Linked DNA regions of Zea mays: regions 2 and 3 are each linked to region 1. Evidence: chromatin contacts called from public Hi-C data. All regions are on one chromosome and are shown on one strand. The core of a region is the stretch at or near the end of the contact, and the rest is flanking DNA. Distances in the headings are between cores, read along the strand shown.

What was found. A called contact is a pair of places that touch in the nucleus more often than the background predicts.
Region 2: a contact with region 1 is called in a Hi-C map of ear, with 2.2 times the contacts expected there. The contact joins the promoter of LOC103646882 here to the promoter of LOC103646884 in region 1. A contact is called at or near these places in 2 of 25 Hi-C or Micro-C datasets (ear and leaf).
Region 3: a Hi-C map of ear shows a contact between it and region 1, with 2.1 times the contacts expected there. The contact joins the promoter of LOC100193542 here to the promoter of LOC103646884 in region 1. A contact is called at or near these places in 2 of 25 Hi-C or Micro-C datasets (ear and tassel).

Annotation. Positions count from the first base shown.
Region 1 is chr2:117,148,186-117,152,670 of Zm-B73-REFERENCE-NAM-5.0, forward strand. LOC103646884 reads left to right here and starts at 2,472. Exons shown (of 2, transcript XM_008671512.3): 1 at 2,472-2,793; 2 at 2,862-3,438. The coding sequence starts at 2,594. The coding sequence ends at 3,177.
Region 2 is chr2:116,694,505-116,698,989 of Zm-B73-REFERENCE-NAM-5.0, forward strand. LOC103646882 (disease resistance protein PIK6-NP) reads right to left here and starts at 2,295. Exons shown (of 2, transcript XM_008671510.3): 1 at 1,199-2,295; 2 at 1-981. The coding sequence starts at 2,088.
Region 3 is chr2:117,454,532-117,459,016 of Zm-B73-REFERENCE-NAM-5.0, forward strand. LOC100193542 reads left to right here and starts at 2,103. Exons shown (of 5, transcript NM_001138653.1): 1 at 2,103-2,422; 2 at 2,886-3,061. The coding sequence starts at 2,351.

The DNA of each region.
Region 1 (4,485 bases), core at 1,222-3,721:
AAATAATATTGATCATTGGATTTGGGTGAGTAAGGGAGAGAGGAGTTATCCAGCGATCCGAACCGTTGGTTTTGATGGTGTGTTAAGTCTGGGTGCAATTGTTGAGTGAGTTTTGCAAAGTTTAAACCGGTGGATGTAGTGGTATAGAAAAAACGGCTTCGGAGAATGTACATGCACAATAAAATACAACGCCAGAGGATGATCTCTTTTAGAAGGCATGCATATATATCAGAGAAACAAGATTCAGACTCCATCTGCACTATCATGTATATAGTGTAACAAGGTCCCTCTCTCAGGTAAACTACATACTACAAACTGCTCATGCTCAATTGTATATAAAACTAGAAGAGAATCGTGTATATATATAGGGTGAGGCTATTAGGAGCCCTGGGCTTTCATAGGATACAGGAAGCCCTAGCCAGCCATGTACCACTACATCTTGGCTGCTAGCCCACCCCGCATGCGTCCATTCTTTGAATGTGCGCAATTTGTATCCATTTGCGTGCGCGAGAAATTAGGAAGTGTATCTGTTAATTGCGGCATGCATGGAAACAAAAAAATCAGATTTGAATGTTTTATTCCATCCATAAATATTAAATCTCTATAACAGTCATGCAGCTAGACTCGTTAGAAACATTTTATGAAATATACTACTACTAACTATGCTACACAGTGTAGGTATTTATGCAATACAGTACGCTGCGTAAAAATCAGTTTCCTGCTGCATGTGCACAAATTTAGGATGACAATAATGTGCGTTGAGAGAAAAATAGATTGACATGCATGGAAACAAAAAATCTGATTTAAATGCTTAATTTCCTCCACAAATATATGATCTCTCCAACAACCATGCATCTAGGCTCATTAGAACCAGTTTATGATATACACTGAGGTTAATTATGCTACACGTCGAAGGTATTTATGCACTATGGTGCACTGTGTACAAAATATGTTTCCTATTGCATTCGCATAAATTTAGGATGGCAAGAATTTGAGTTGAAAGGAAATGGAATGGTATGTATGTAAACAAAAATTTGATTTTTCAATGCTTTATTTCGTCCGTAAAATATAATCTCGTCGGGTTCAGAAGCGTCGTCAGCGCTTGCCTGCCCGCCTCAGGAGCGTCGCCGTCGCTCGATCCTGGGGGAGTGCCGCTGCCGGTCGCCCGCCTCGGCGCGCCACCGCCGCTGGCCCCCGGGATCGCCACCACTCGCACGCCCGAGGAAACCGCCGCCGCCGCTCGCTCGCCCGAGGGAACCGCCACCCACACTAAAACCTAATCCCTAGCGACCGGGTGTTTTTATAGCCGCCCGAACCTGGTGCGGCTGAACCGTTGAGCCAATGCTTCCTCTAGTTATTGGAAGACCAGGGCTCCAAATGTACAAACTATATATATATATATATATATATCTCCCTAGGCTACTGTGTTCAAGGATTTCTGGTCTAATCTCAACATCTGTCGTGGTTAGAGTTTCGACTAGGGGTGTTAGAGCTACTGTGTAATGGGTGGTGATGGTGTCTATGTAATGGGCCTAGGCTCAACTACCTCTATATTAATATACATCTCCCAAACCCAGATTAGGGTTGGAGTTTCCAATCTAACAGCAACGCACATGCATTATACTAGTTTTCTTATAATTATAACTCGTGCTAATACTACGATCCCGGAAAAGGGAGGGGGAGGGCTCGATGGCGGTGACGGTGCAAGGGTAGTTGCCGATAGCGATGCGAGTAAGGGGGAGGGGATGTTGGGGTCAGGGGGAGGTCCAATGACGCGAGGGAGGGACCGACGACGGTAGAGCGAGGGGGAGGAGGGGGTGGCGAGGTCGAGGGGGAGGCAGGGAGCGGTGGGATCGCGGGGGAGGGATGAGACATGATTCAAATAATATTGGCCATTGGATTTGAGTAAGGGAGAGAGGGGAGTTATCCAGCGATTTAAACCGTTGATTTTGATGATATGCTAAGTCTTGGTGCCTTTTGTTGAGTGTGTTTTACAAAGTTTAAACTTGTGGATGTAATGGTATAGAAAAAACGGCTTCGGAGAATGTACATGCACAATAAAATACAACGCAAAACGATGATCTCTTTCAGAAGGCATGCATACATATCAAAGAAACAAGATTCCGACTCCATCTGCACTATCATGTATATAGTGGATGCAATGTTGTTCTATGCCTGAGGAGGAACGTGGGGGTTCTCAACATCGCCGGCGGCGGTGGCCATGGCGTGGTGCTGTCACACTCCCATTCCCATGTCTGCAGCTGAAGGCTGACTAGAAGGCAGCGCCGCACGGCCCACCGGTTTGGACATGTATAGATACATGAGAAGGGCAGCGATATAGGCAGCGCAGCAATGCCATCATAGGCCACCTGTCAGTCATATATACACCGTATGCATGTACAGGGCGGGGAGAAATTTAGCATCTCTTCTATTAAAACCTCACCCGGTTTCAAGCGTTGCCCGCACTTCACGCGTTCATCGACCACCGCGTGTACGACACGTGGCCGCGTGAGCCCACACTCTCGGACCCGACTTCTTCCTTTGATTCAGCTGAGCGAGCGCTTGCGTCCGTGTTCCCCACTTCCGCTTACACATGCCTCGCCTCCTCGCAGGCCCTTCAACCCCTCTGCCGCCCATCTACGCCCTTGCCTCCTCCTCACGCGAACCCACTCGCCTCCAGCCTATGGCCAACGAGCAAGCTGCCCCCGCCGCCTCCTACGCTGGAGACGACCGAGGAGCCTCCGCCCTCGCCTCCTCCTTCGTCGCCGCCGCCGGAGGACTTCCGGCAGAAGGGTAAGGTGTTCGTGGGGAACCTGCTGCTGTGGGCGAGGAAGCCTGACATCGCAGAATTCTTCTGCCAGTTCTAGCCGCTGGAGAAGGTGGAGCTGGTGCGGGGCCACGACCATTCCGAGAGCAACATCCGTAGGCCGCTGGTGTCGCCATGCTGGGGAACGACGTCGATCTGCTGCACGCTGGTGCGGCGGTGCTGCCGTCCTCGGCGACTCACCCTGGAGGCCTGGACCGTCGGCTGTCCAGCCGAGCCGCAGCGGTGCGGGTGCAAGGCACGACAGCTGTGAGGCTGAGGCATCGCCGACGAGGACAACAACGTGTCGAGCTCCGAACGGTGCCCGTGCTGCCCTCCCGCCTGTCTTCTCCTGTTTACACTGCAGCAGTTGAAGATAGCTAATCGACAATGCAAGGTCAAGGCCTCTACCGGTTGTAACGGATTGGTAATTAGCATGTATCTGAAACCTCGTTTGCAACCAAAGTTCACTGCTATTTTAGTTTGTCAGCAATATGGGATTGTTTTGGATACAAACTATATAGCTCTAGATAAAATAGTTCCAAATCTTGCTTTTTATATCCAAACACACTAGCTCCATGAAATCTGAAGCACCCAAAAATTCATATTTGGGAGCAAGATCCATGAATTTTCTGGAGCATCAAGAACCTGTGAATTTCTGGACTTCGCCAAAACTATCTGCCAGGCCACTGGGGCGTACCCAGTGCCCTAGGCTTCCCGTACTATGCGGGGTATGGGGAAGGGTATCTTTAAGTGCCAAGGCTTACCCGCATAATATGCAGAGGGTAGGGCTCGAACCTGGGACCTTCCGATTACAGACGGTAGGCTCTACGCCAAGCCTTACCTGCATAATATGCAAAAGTTGGATACTACTCCGTTACTGCCGCTTAAAAAAATCTCAGTCTAACCTCCAAGGCTGCTATCAACTAGAATACCTATTAACTGGTATCCATTGAATATATGTCGTGTGTAACACATTATCGCAGTAATGGAGTCAAGGGTACCTGAAAAGTTAATCTGATGGCACATGCGCCTCATGCTCAGGAATTCAGTAAGTTATGCAATAATTGTTTTTGTCGAAGTGTAAGACTTTATAAGTTAAAAATGATTTTAATATACTTCGTTATTTCAACAACAATAACAACGAAACCTTTTAGTCCCAAACAAATTGTGGTGGGCTAGAATTAAAACCCAACAAAACTCACAAGCAATATTTTTGGTTATTTATGAAATAAAATAAGTGCCAGGATCACCAAAAAGTTATTTATGCAGTTCTCTGTTGGTGACACGATTCCTCTCCTACTATTTAACCGAGCTTTGAAAAATTGAACCAATAGGACATGAGTTGCAACCCTACAAAAGTACTAAATGTGGCTTTAGTAGATGTAGCGCCTTAATTTGACAATTCAGTGGGGTCATCTCCAGTTAAGAATCATGTTGTTCCCCTTCTTTCTTAAGAACAATTGGTGAAGCGGGAATAATGTGGTTAAGTCTGTTTTGCATCTTTTTGAACTCTAACACACAAGAGAATGAATATTCAGGAAGAGGAAAACTTCAATTTCCTGAGCATCACTAACATATTTCTTGTCTGACACGATGCTCTATTTCTGTAAATACATTTCTATTAGGATTTGCAAAGATACCTCTGAACAACCTGATCTTGCAACTCCGGTCTCTCCCCA
Region 2 (4,485 bases), core at 1,045-3,544, 450 kb before region 1:
TTTCCAAGATGTCCGATGTCCATAGATGGTGGCGTGCATTTCTCTAAAGCTAGCACACGCAGCAGCTTATTAGAGCTCGTGTGCAAGACCCAACCATCCATATCACACCCACAGGCAACCAGTGACCTCATGCTGCCACTCACAGGGTTGTCCTCCTCCGTTATTCTTCTGTTTTGGTGAGCTAACCGGCGCACCACGTGTCGTGACGACGACGACGACGTTGCGCCTCTTCTACCATCATCGTATGAGACAGTGATGAAGTTTTCTTCGTTTGATATGTCACGGATGAGATCAAGCACCATGTCATGAACACGACAACCAAATATGGCGTCAGCAACCTCTTTGTCGTCCCCCACCGCCTGGATCATGCATCTGTTTATGAGCTCATGGAAGTATTCCTCTCCCTGCTCAAACAGGCTGCTGCTGCTTCCTGCTTTCTTCTCGATGAAACCTTCAGCTACCCACTTCCATATCAATCTCTCCCTCTCGACCTCATAGTCTTCTGGATACACACTTAGGTACAGTAAGCAAGGCTTCAGATATGAAGGTAGGTCATAATAGCTCAGAGACAGTATCCACACGGTGTCATCTACTTGTTTGTTGTTATCTTTACCGCCGCCGCGGTAGAAACCGCGAGAGCTGCACACCTCCAACCAGTCTTCTCTCGATTTACCCACCAGCAAGCTTGCCATTGTGATGATAGCCAATGGTACACCGCCACATTTGTTAAGAATCCTTTGAGACGCCTCTTCAGGATGATTAGCCGGACATTTGTCCTCACCCCCAAACAGCCTCATATAAAATAGCTTCTTCGAGCTGTCATGAGGGAGCGGATGTAGCTCGTAAACCTTCTCGCTGGAAGCTACTTGTCGGTTGCGAGTGGTTGTGATTACCCTACTCTGCTTATTCTTCTGATCAAAAGCTAATTTGATTGTTTCCCAAGATTCTGTATCCCAAACGTCGTCGATAACGATCAAGTACCTACCATGCGTAAAGATAGCACTGAAATTAACTAATAGAAGATGATTTATTAATTGTAGTATTAACATTGTTTAAAATAATCCTTTAGAATAATTGTTATCTAATTTATGAAGACAATATTTTCTTTCTATGAACAAGACGCGCGAAGCAGAGAAATTATAGAGAGGCCATAAATCATTTCGTGGCTGGCTACTAAATAATTCATGTATGTGTATACCTCTTGTCTTGTAGAAATGTTCGTAGTCCGTCGGTCAACAGCTGTAGGTCCTTTACTTCACGAATGGCCTCGTGCTTATGTACGTCGAGACGGAAGAAGATGCTGGTAAAGACTTGCACCAGGTCAGGTTTCCGGCCAACCGAAACAAACGCTTCATAGTCATATCGCGGTTTGAGCTCGTCGTAGACGGCCTTGGCAAGAGTGGTCTTTCCCAGGCCACCAGCTCCGACCACAGAAACTATCTTCATCTTGTCACCGCCACTGGCAGAGACGTCGATGTCGTCCTCGGGGCAGCGGGACGACGGCAGCGGCAGAAGCATGGCCATGACCTCAGCCTTGGACCTGTCCATGCCGACCAGCTGTGCCGCTTCCCTGTGCATGTATGCGAGGCGAGGATCCAGCGTCCTCGCCGGCGCAGGCGCTGCCACCGGAACGGCGTACCTGTCGCGGCGGTCAGCCACCTCCCGGAGCCGTTCCTTCATCTTCTCTATGGCGCCAGCTATGGTGTGACACTCCTTGCTCTTTTTGAACAGCTTCCTCATCTTTTCCATGGCGCCAGCTATATTGTCCAGGAGACGACGACCAAGACGACGACGTTTGCCGAGGCCATCCTTTTTCTCAGCCGGTGCGTCGTTGACGAGGAAGGTATCGAGGATGTCCTCCATGTCGTACGACGCCTCCCTGACCTCGCGAGCCCAGAGCTGGACCTGTTGATCAAGATGCTCCGGCGGCACCTCCGCCACGGTGCGGAGAGCCACGTGCGCGCTCTCGAGCTCATTTTTCAGAGACTCGATTTCCTCCGGCAGGCACGCCTGCAGCTGGTACTCAGCCAGGAGCAGCTCGCCGAGCTTGCGGATGATGCTGCCCACGGCGCCGGCCACAAGATCCATGGCGACGAAGCCGTGGAGCTAGCTAGCCGCTGCTCAGGACATGAGAGGGGCCAGTGTGAGTGTAGATGATTGCCGTGCTAAGGTACCTGGTGCTCTAATAATTGTATATATAATATTATTATATTACCAAAGCATAGACGAATCGATGCCATCCACCGCGTAAAGCCATGGAGGCATCCAGGAAAGCGCGAAACGCACTTTAGGCTGTTTCTAACAGGTTCTCCACTCTCCTAAATAATATTCATTATCGTTTATGCACTACCGAAAATAGTTGTTTTGCAAGCACTCGGCAAAGTCTAAAAAATACTCGACGAAAATTTTACCGAATGCGACACGCTTTAAAAGATTTCGTCTCCTATATTTCATCGTCTCCATCATCGATATCTCATCCTTTCTAATATACCAACTTAATTAACAGAATATATTATTTTACTAAACAACAAATACTAATTAAACGAAGGTTTGGCTTCAATATGTACCAGTCATGAATTAGCAATTAGTAAAAAAAAAATAGAAAAAACAAATCATGAACACCATGTCCGTCAGCGAGTACCGAGATCGACTCCTACAGTTGTCTCGCAATGCACTAGAAGATGTCAACACTGATGCAAAGAGACTTGTAACACCTAATTTGTAAGAGATCATATAAAAGGGGAAAAGTGTTTTCTTTTATATATATGTGTGTCATCTCAATCTATCATTTCATGTGAACACCTTACACAAATAAATAATTAACAAGAGACACTCCAATAAATTGTGCATCATGCTGAAATTTTATGTGGTGTGCATTTTGTGACATAAGATAAAAAATCATGTGAAAAGAGATATATCAAAGTTCAAAATAGAATTTAAGACCTAAAGGAAAATTCAAGAAATTTGGAAAAAAGAAGAAAATATATAGACAAAAATAAATATTATAAATAAAATAATAGTATATGCAAAATTGTACCCTTAATCTGAGGGAGCTTTACCATAGTGTAAGTTTGAATTTTGAATTTTGAATTCCAAACTCAAAAGGAAAAACAAAACAAAATATAAAAGAAAAAGAATAAATGGGGAAAACCGCGCGTGGGCCCTGAACTACAATTCGGCCCATCTCCCCTTTTACTCCTGCGCAGCCCAATCTCCTTCATTCCTCACGCGCAGCCACCCGATCGTGCGGGGCCCACATGGTCGTCTCACTCGCGCTGTCCTAGTCTCCTGGTCGCGCGGCGCTTATCAATGACTGGTGGGGCCGCCCTGGCGGAAGCCTCCTCCCCGCGGACTTCGTGTAAAAGAAGCCGAGATCCTTCGCATGGCTGACCTCGTCGCGCCGCCCATTTCGGTCGGGCCGCTGCGACTCTGCCTCAGAGTATTTAGCCCTGAGTCGTCTACGCCGTGCGCCCTAATCTAATCCCGCGTCCACGTTGTACGACTCCGCCGCGTAGCTAGTTTCCACCGCCGCTGTTGCCATTGCGAACTCGTCCGAGCCGCCGCCGCCATCGTGGATTCGCATTCCGGTCGCCGGTTTCGCCTCTGTCGGTGGTCAGGGAGCTTCGCCTCGATACGTGGGTGGTGTCCGTGGCATCGTCGCACAGCTAGGAGCTCTAGCCGCGGGCAATTTCGCGCCGGTGTTGGTCCTGCGTGGTGGATCCGCCTTGTGCCGCGAGTGGTGCTCCTCTGCGCGTCATCCGTGGTGAGTCTGCCCCCACTCTATTCGCCCTAATCTCCGCTGCGTATAACATTCTTCGGATCGGATTTTGGGGTGCTGCGCCATGGGTGGCGGGCGCGGCGGGCGAAGCGCCGCTGTGCGGTCTTACACGCCGTCGGGCCGGTAGTGGGAGGTAGGGGACGACCCTTGGGCCGTGTGATCTATGATCGACGGCTACAGTTAGCGCGAGTTAACGTTTCGGCCTAATGCGCCAGGGTCGTCTGATCGGGATCGGATGGGAGAGAGCTGTGTGTGTTTCCTGGCCATGGATCTTGGATCCGAAGGCCTGCGTTGCGTACTGGTTCATGCGAAACCTGGATCTAATCTGGGCCCTCAATGTCTGATCGGGCGGCTCAGTTTCGCCCGTACCCGTTCGGCCCGGCCAAAATGCAGATCAGCCCCTCGGCTTTATCAAAAACAACTCGCCGTCCTATTACACAGTGCGCTGTGTCTTGGCACTTTTCTGTATTAAACCCTAGACTTTCTAGAAAATGAGGCCCAGTCCCGTGCCTATTTAAATTGTATCAATGAATTAGAAATTGAATATTTAATATGAAAATAAATGCTAGGAATTGTATAATTAATAGAAAATTCATATGAACTCCAAATTAACCTATTCCACTTTCTAAATTTTTGTAATATTATTTTCTATCACTTAGAGTCTCTGTTTTGACATGAAAACAGTAAGGAAATTAATTTCTCGCTTA
Region 3 (4,485 bases), core at 853-3,352, 310 kb after region 1:
CCGCTATAATTCACCGGACTGTCCGGTGTGCCAGCGGAGCAACGGCTAGCTCGCGCCAACGATTGACTTCGCTCCGAACCCTAACGATTGGGTGACGTGGCGGCGCACCGGACAACTTACAATGCATGTCTGGTGGCGCACCGGACTGTCCGGTGCGCCTATCGCCAGCAGCCTCCCCAACAGCTACTTTGGTGGTTGAGGGCTATAAATACCCTCAACCACCACAACTCCAAGCATCCAAGATTTATGAACATCACATTCAATACAAGAGCTCTAGCATTCACTCCTAGACACAATTCAAAAGATCAAAGCCTCTCCAAGTCCCAAATTCACCTCAAATACTTAGTGACTTGTGAGAGAGTGATTTCGTTTTCTTTTGAGCTCTTGCCTCTTGGATTGCCTTTCTTCTTTCTCATTCTTGTTCTCAAGTGACTTGTAATCAAAGCAAGAGACACCTAAGAGTGTGGTAATCCTTGCGGGGTCTTAGTGACCCGATTGATTAAGGGAAAGGATCACTCGGTCTAAGTGACCGTTTGAGAGAGGGAAAGGGTTGAAATAGACCCGGTCTTTGTGACCTCCTCAACGGGGACTAGGTTCTTTGGAACCGAACCTCGGTAAAACAAATCACCGTCTTCATTCGCTTGATTTCCATTTGATTTGTTTTCCTCTCTCTCCGGGACTTGATTTTAGTTCTAACGCTAACCCCGACTTGTAGTGTGTGTTTAAAGTTGTAAATTTCAGATTACGCCTATTCACCCCCCTCTAGGACTTTCAGGTAGTACTATACATGATTTTTTTTTCATTTTGGCTCTTTTTCGGAAAAAATCACGTTTGGACCCTAGAAAATTTTAATGTCATTTTTTGACCCTTTGCTCGGCGCCATAGCCTATGGCGCCGATGTACGCGCTGCGCTGGCACAAACCAGACGTCGTGGCACCGACGTGGCCCGAGCTCGACGCCACAGATCTTGGCGCCGAGTTCGATTGTGTTATCAAGAGTTATGTTGGAAAGATGTAAGCACAAAGCTTGTCTAGCTTAGTTGGTAGAGTGCAAGACTCGTAACCTTGTGGTCCTAGGTTTTCAAGCCTCATATTTTGTGTTTCAATACTTTTTTTTGTCTTTGTCACTGAATTTTTTTTGTTTAAGTCGCTGATGTATCCGTACAGATTTATTTCTCATCCAGATTTTTTTGTCTTTATCACTACTCATCCAAATATCAAGATGATTATAGCAAGGTAAAACTGTGCCACTTCCTTGGCAAGGTGAAACTGCTCGGATTCGAGTGAGCTTCCCAAGTGTATGTTTGCTTGAATAATGAAGTTAGGACATAGAAGCACATCTATACAATTAATCTCTTTACATTTCCTAGAGCACAAGTAAAAAGGTTTTGTGTGCAGGTACTAAGTGACATAAGCAAAAAAAATTGGATGAGAAATAAATCTAGACGGACACATCAGCGACATAAACAAAAAAACAAATTAGTAACAAATACAAAAAAAAATCTAGGTAAGATTTAAATCTGGACGGACAAATCAGGGACATAAACAAAAAAAAAACAAATCAATGACCAGGACAAAAAGTATTGAGAACGCAAACTGTGGGCTTGAACCAACACCACAAGGTTAAAAGCATTGCGCTCTACCAACTAAGCTAGACAAGCTTTGTGCTTATGTGTTCCCAACAAAACTGTTAATAACACAACTGAGCTCGGCGCCAAGATCTGTGGCACCGAGCTCGGTGCCACGTCGACGCCACGTCGTCCGGGTTGTGCCGACACAACACGTATCTCGGCGCCATAGTCTATGTCGCCGAGCAAAAGGTCCAAAAACGAGATTAAAATTTTTTAGTCTAAATATGATTTTTTTTCCAAAAAAGCGCCAAAATACAAAAAAATTCGGTACTATACACTAGCCTACCTATGGCTACAATATATATTCTAAGTAATTTCACTCATAAGCCAAAAAGAAAAAAAAGAAAAGGATAGTTTTGAATGAAAGAGGCCCAGCCTATCCATTTTCCAGCCCACAAAGAATTGGTTAGGTTATAGAAGCCCGCCTACGGAATACTTCCCCTATGCAGTGGACGGACGGACTGTGCCTGCGGAAAGGAGTAAGGGGGAAAACATCATAGGTCCTCTTTGCGCGACGGCCGCCGCCTCCTCTTTGTAGTTTCATTCCGCCGCCGCCGCTCCCCGCTCTCTCCTCTGCTTGCGGACTGCGTGGAGCACCAGCGGCGGCCAGCGGGCAGGAGGAGCTCCCTCCCCAAACAGAGAGGGGTGGGGTATCAGTGCGTGCGCTCCTGGAGGAGGGCGTGGAAGAGCAGAGCAGGCGGCAAGCAGGGGTTTGGGAGGATGGTTTCGCTCTCGACTTGGTTCCGCTATGCCGCACACAAGTTTGATTACTGCATCTCCCTCTCGTTGAAGGTGCTGCACCTATCCATCTATTCCCCAGCCCCATGTTTCTTCTAAATCCTACTCCACCCTCTCTCAAGATCCAAGGACCCTAGTAGCAGCACATCTTGCTCTGTAATTAATTCCCTCTATCTACCTTTGAGTCTGTACACTCGTCGATTCTACCACACTGTTCAATCCATTTGCCCTTCACCACAACACTGTTGTACTTGTACACTAGCTTAGCTGGACTATATGGAAAATTACATCAATCAAATAACGCTACCGCTACGCGTGTTATGCCTGCAGCAGCAACAACTATGGAATAATAGCACAACGTGGACTGATTTTTTATTGTCTGCTCAGGAATAGAGGTCGAGACTGCAAACACAACACCACATTTTCCCCCCATTTTCACGTCATCATGTTATAACATTTTTTCTTGAACTCTTTTCTTATACATGCATTTCTCTTCTCTGCATCCGTATCCAAGCAGAAATATAATGTGGGCCAGATCAGCAGCACGCAGCTAACTGATGTGATATTCAAAAATTTCTTCCATGGCAAGCTCACCTACGTGTGTCAGACCAAAGGGGAAGAAGCCATGGCTCCCATCGTATCTCCAACTGGAGGAGCCGTCCTTGTCAGAAAGCTCGCAAATTTGAGCCCCACGTAAGCACTTAATTTCCTTTCTCCTCTGCCCTTGGTTAGCTGCAGTCTTCTTTTTTATGTTGCCAGTCACTAAAAAATGCTATTCCTTAGTCCGCAATGTATGCATGCGCTCAAGGTTTATTTTGTGGCGGAAAATTAAGTATCTGCACCAATACATCAAAAGTTGAATAACGGGGAACACTTTAGGTGACAATTTATACAATACTAGCTCATTCGGAAATTCCATTGAAATCCTGGAAGTACCATTTTTAAAATGGTTGCTCCTATGCTTTTTTATTTACATTCCACCTATCACATTTCTATTTCTTTCATGGCCCTATTATAGCATCTAAAATTCACTGAACTTGTCTGCAATAAGTTGGAACCAGTGAAATTTGACAAGTGTTTGTGCCTTAACTGTTAAGTATCCGAAGCCAGAGTTTTGTGTGTGTAAATTTATATATTGTTCTTCCTTATACTGGGATTTACCCAAGATATTCATTGGTATTGCTCAGTGCTCACCTTTAGTGTGCACACACAACCAGAGTGACTTAATCTATATAATGTAGAGGTTCAAACACAGTAGTTATGACATGGGTGCATGCCTGATCTTCTCGTCTTAGGACCGTGGATATCATTGATCCATGTAAACTGGCGAATTGATGGCTCAAACAGGCTACATCTGTGGGACAATAAACTGTGATAAAAGGAATTTGTGCCAAGTATATGTGTGATCAATGTATACGGAACGAGGCAAGGCAGACAAACTGCTGCATCACAAGGATGCCCAAGAACACAAGAAGTAGATAATTACTCCCAATTCTGAAGGGGGCAACTACGGAAAAGAACAGGAGCGCTTACCTTCTTTATTTTTCTGAATTTGATTCCTGGTTAGGGTTTTAGTATAGTATCCCTCCTATTTGGGCTGGTTGGGTTTACATAGCCCAGTCTTGTCTTGTGGGCTTGGTATAGCTTACACCAAAACATTGATGATTCTTTGTGCACAATCCAGATGGCGGTAGGTCTTGCACATTTGGATGTAAACTTGGACAAGGTTTCCATCCATATACAATACAGAATTGGGACTCTTGCATTCATACCCCTGTTTTGTATTAAAATTGTGGTTTTGCTCCCTGTTTTTTAACTTTGTTTTTTTGACTGGATGTTTTTTTAACTTTGTGAATTTAGGGCATGTTTGGAAGTAAAGTATTTTATAGTTTCTAGGAAATACCATGATTTTTTGTAATACCATAGTATTTTATGCTATAAGGTGTCTGATTGCATTTCTGAAATCTATGTTTTCAAAACCATACCATGGTATTTTTGGAGTATTGGAAACTCCACTCCAATCCAAAGTTTTCATGGCATGGCTAGCTTTTGCCTAATACCATGGTTTACAATGTTGTATCCAAACAATATTTTTCAAAGCCATGGTATTTTTGGAG